Regions from separate parts of the Zea mays genome. Here region 2 is linked to region 1. The links are chromatin contacts, called in public Hi-C maps. All regions are on one chromosome and are shown on one strand. Each heading gives the region's core, a stretch centred on a gene start, on an enhancer-like site or on the middle of the called end of the contact. The rest is flanking DNA. Distances are from core to core; before and after follow the strand shown.

Region 1 (2,541 bases), core at 24-2,523:
ATTTTTCAGCAGCACAACAGTACAATGACAATGAATGCTGTGGTAACTTCACACATACCCGTCTGTTTATATAGTGCTGCAGGTGTGAAGGTGAATCGTCAAGTCGCCCGTACCCGCTCAACAGTCACTCGCACTCACTGAACGGTGGACCACGGTGCGTGCGAGATGAATCGGCAGATCGTGCATACCCGCTGCATGGTGGGACCACCCCGCGCTCAGATTATTTTAATCGTTTCTCGGTAACGAGCTCAGGGAAGGTGTTTTTCAGACCTTCGGCATTCCGAAGCCTAGGACAATTTTTCACGGATCAAGCTCGTTACGAAAAACGATCTAGCACCACGAAGGGCTACTGTTGGGGGTCTGCTTCGTAGCCGAAGGTCCTGTAAGAAGAAACACCTTCGGAAGATCAGCACGGAAATAACGCCGAAGCTACCTTACAGGGAACTTCGGCATAACGACATGTCTAAGACGAAGGGTTGCACCGACTTAAAGATGAAAAGACAGATTGACTCATGATAGTTTGTGTCATGATTGTAATCTTTTTGTAAAGGGTATAAATGTAATTTCACACAGGCTGCGCCCTGTGCCTATAAATAGATAACACTACCCCCGTACTGTAGACGCTGATTTGTACTCGCTCGTGCATCACACTTGTTCTTTCTCCTTCTGTTAAGCCGAAGGTACAAATGTAATTTTATATTATTTCTATTTATCCATGACAATATAATAAAAGATGAGTTAGTAATATTATATGATTATTCATATTGTTTCTTATATTTTACATGCTTCTTCTTTCATTATCATATACTGAGAAGGTATGTCTTTCATGACCTTCGTGTGAAGATCATTATATGCTAAGGGAAATAGTGCTTCAAAGGACGAAGAGCTTTTACCTTTAACATTTTGTATTGCCTTAATCTTAATTCATAGCATTTAAGAACAAGTCCCCAACAATTACGATACTTATTGATTATAAAAAGAATAAGCATATTGGAGATAAAAACCCGCGGGTAACCCGTGTGTACCCGCAAACCCAATGGGTTTGAGTTTGGGTAAAATTTCAAAATCGTCACATGTATAGGTTTTTTAATGAGTGAGGTTTGGGATAGCAAAATTCGGCGGGTTTGTACCCGTTGTCATCTCTACCCGAACCGAACCGTATAAAGACGGTCACGCACTGTATAAAGACGGTCGGATTGGACTCGTACCGGATTAAAAAACGTGCTTCAGCTGGGCTTTCGGGGTTACATCAATATTTCTCTTCCTCCACTTCCCATCCTGTTCGTGACTCGTGATTTCGCCGCCGGAAAGCCGAGGGAGAGGGAGCGAGATGGGGTTCGTCGGCGACACGATGGAGTCAATCCGCTCCATGCAGATCCGCCAATTGCTCACGCAGATCATCAGCCTCGGTGACGCTCTCTGCCGCACCCTCCTCTTCTTTCCCCCCTGCTTGTTTTTTTTTTCTCCTCGAGATCTTTGTAGTGCGTTTGGAGCCCTATAATTCTTGGGTTTGTGGTGAGGCCTTTGCCATGCGAGTCTACTACGATTTTAATTAGCGGGACAAGTCTTTTTTCCATTTCCAGTGGTTTTTGCCGTAAGATCGGTGGAGACTGCTCCTGATTCTTCATCTGGTTCTATGATCTGAACTCTTTAGCTACCCCCCTTAAGAATCATAAAAATGCGTAGATGAGAACAGTAGTCGAATTGGGTGTGACAGCTTTAGAGAACTGGATTTTGTTTTTTTTTCTTCTTCTCCTCTTTTATTATCTGGAGCGTTTATAATGATGCTTATGCACTGAAGAAGTGATTAAGTTTCTTGTGGGTTACTCTAGACTCCAGTTGTCGCTAATAGCAATTCAGGTTTGTACACTGGGACTTTCCTGCGGTTTGATATTTGACTGTTAATTTGCAACATGAGTCTCATGAGGAGGGTTTTAACTTTCGAATTTTTCTCTTTGCAGGTATGATTGTTACCTCTGCATTAATCATATGGAAGGGGTTGATAGTTTTCACAGGGAGCGAGTCACCAGTTGTAGTGGTTCTCTCTGGTAGCATGGAACCTGGATTTAAAAGGGTTTGTTTACTCCCTACATTGCTACATGCAAATTACCTTTGATGTTGTATGCTTTTTTATGATATTTATACGTTTGATGTTGACATCATCAACTGTTTAGCACAAAGGAACATTTCCATTTTTTATATGAATGCTTCTCACTTTGCTTTAAGTTTGTATACGTCGAATGTCAGCATAGTTTCATTGTTCTTATTACCAGATTTTTCCTTTTAAGTTAGTATACTTTACAAAAATATCACATTCCTGTCCCAGTTGTCACAAAATAACCACTTCTAGTGCCGATTTCATAAAACTACCAAAACTTTGGGTTCCCTTCTCACAAACTTGCAACATTGTGCCCTGAGAACCTGGACCCACTTGCCAGCATCACATAGTGCAGAAAAAAAGAATGGCCCCAATCTGTTGCAATATATGATGCTGTCCAGTGGGCTCAGGTGCTCAAAACATTTTTGGGGCAATACACTGTT
Region 2 (2,541 bases), core at 30-2,529, 210 kb after region 1:
ATGTTCTTGATAAAGTCACGGTGTCCAGGGGCATCAATAACGGTGCAATAGTACTTGGTGGTCTCAAACTTCCACAGAGCAATATCAATGGTGATACCCCTCTCACGCTCAGCCTTGAGCTTGTCAAGCACCCAAGCATACTTGAAGGATCGCTTGTTCATTTCAGCGGCCTCCTTCTCAAACCTCTCGATCACACGCTTGTCAATGCCTCCAAGCTTGTAGATCAGGTGGCCGGTGGTTGTCGACTTGCCAGAGTCGACGTGGCCAATAACCACAATGTTGATGTGAGACTTCTCCTTACCCATGGCTGGAGGCGAAGCTTAAACTGTTAAGCCATACGAATCAATAATTAGAAACACTAGTAAACAACTCCCACTAACAAAATTTATTAGACGGGGTCAAAACTGAATCTAACGTTGAAACCGCAGTCATCAGCTTTAAGAAAAGCATCATACATATCAGCAGTGGAAAATGTAAAGCAGCAAACAAAAAACAAAGCAAACGACATAATATAAACACAAAGCAGGCCTAGAAAAAATATCAAACTAGCAAGTGTGCGCACAGAATTTTGAGCCAGTAAAAATTGGACACAACTACATAAACCAGATCAGAAATCTGGTCATATTTTGTGGTTGCAACTCTTACTGCACATGAACTGCGAAGACACATACAGAGCAAAGTATCTGCAAAACAGAAACTACAGTAGCTCTACACCTTAAAAATTCGATCTGACACTTACTAAGACCACGTAACAGGACCACAAGCACAATCACTAAGTCATCCAATTCCAACGACGATGCGTAAGTAATTCATCTGATCCAGATGAAACAATCCATAAGAAACAGGTTATTGGAACAAAGAAGCAAACAAAACCCAAAAACAACTAAGGGAATGGAGGTGCAATAGCTACAATTGCACGCAAAACCGAGGACCGAATCACTAAAGGCACGGGGAGGCAGCAGAGTACAACTTTGGTCCAGTCGCTATCGCATGAAGCAGCTCAAGAACAGAGGTCGAGCGACAGTGAACGAGGTGATACCTTGCAAGAGAGGAGGCCAAAGTGGAAGAGTAAACGGCAGAACCGCAGAAGACGGCGGCGTGTTGGGGAGGAAGGTGCTGCCTTCTAGGGTTCGGGATTTATATAAGGGCGTCGGTGTAGGCCGGACCAGCCCAATAAAATTGACTACCGAATGGAGGCCCAGGACCCATAAACTCAGCCAGAGATTGTATGTGGACGGGCGGACGGCTGAAGGACATTGTTATGGAGAAACATGCGACTCTTCAATGCCGCCAGAAATAGGCACTCATAACCATGGATCCGGATACTTATTTCGATATCAAATTTTGGTCTTTTTTGGATTGTGAAAAAATAATATATAGAATTTGTTATGTAAATTTATATTCTTGCTTTTAGCATTGAGGCTATTAATCTTAAAAAAATAAGCATTAAATTCGTTTTATATCTTTTTAAATAATTGATATAAAATTTGGATGTCTATCTGAATACGGATTCGAGTGTTTTTCAACTTTTTTTTTAGGAAAAAATAATGTACATAGAAAATTATACAAAAAATATTTAAATACTTCATAATATTCTTAATAACATTGCCAAAAAAATAGCTTTAAATTCTATGTATATCTATGTTAAAATATTAGATTTGTGGTATAAGTCGGATGTTTTAGGAATATCCATAACTCCAAATCAACAGTTAGTATAATTAAAATGGCTTAATTAAGAATCTAAAAGAACAGGGACAGAGAAATAAAGTGTAGAAAGGAGAATTAGGGCATGTACACCTCAAAACCTTTTGATCGGTTTTTCTAGTATAAAAGATAGTTAAGAGACTACATAATGTAAGAGAGTGTCTCTAAATCACAAATACTCCCTCCATATAGGATTTAGAAGTCGTTTTAGGGCTAATTTGGTGGACATGTCCCCCATGGATACCTTTCATTTCCATGTACACCAAACTAGCCCTTAGGGACATGTACAAGTTTGTAGAATAGAAGTCGCAGCGAGTTGCATATATAGTTTGGGACTGATTTACACCCGCTCCTTCGCAAGTGATGTCGTCTTTGACGCATCTATTCCACTCGCATACTGTTGGAGACCATAATTAGGGGTACCCCCAAGACTCCTAAACTCGGTTGGTAATCACCATCAGCACAAGCTGCAAAAAGCCTGATGGGCACGATTCAGGTCAAGGCTCTGTCCACTCAAGGGACACGATCTCGCCTCGCCCGAGCCCAGCCTCGGGCAGGAACAGTAGACCCAGGCGGATTCACGCCTCGCCCGAGGGCCTCCTCAAGCAACGGGCGCACCTTCGACTCGCCCGAGGCCCAGCTCGGGCAGGCTTCGCAGTGAAGCAACCTTGGCCAGATCGCCTCGCCAACCGACCGTATCACAGGAGCATTCAATGCAAGGATCGCCTGACACCTTATCCTGACGCGCGCTCCTCAGTCGGCAGGGCCGAAGTGACCGCAGTCACTTCGCCCCTCCAGTGACTGACCTGACAGGAAAACAGCGTTGCATGCCCTGCT

The links. Hi-C and Micro-C count contacts between places; a contact is called where the count stands out from the background.
Region 2: a Hi-C map of leaf shows a contact between it and region 1, with 3 times the contacts expected there. The contact joins the promoter of LOC103635497 here to the promoter of LOC100191345 in region 1. A contact is called at or near these places in 2 of 25 Hi-C or Micro-C datasets (leaf and tassel).

The regions. Positions count from the first base shown.
Region 1 is chr8:85,847,193-85,849,733 of Zm-B73-REFERENCE-NAM-5.0, forward strand. It overlaps LOC100191345, which reads left to right and starts at 1,274. Exons shown (of 8, transcript NM_001136779.1): 1 at 1,274-1,409; 2 at 1,962-2,074. The coding sequence starts at 1,331.
Region 2 is chr8:86,054,630-86,057,170 of Zm-B73-REFERENCE-NAM-5.0, forward strand. LOC103635497 (elongation factor 1-alpha) reads right to left here and starts at 1,280. Exons shown (of 3, transcript XM_008657931.4): 1 at 1,040-1,280; 2 at 1-325. The coding sequence starts at 305.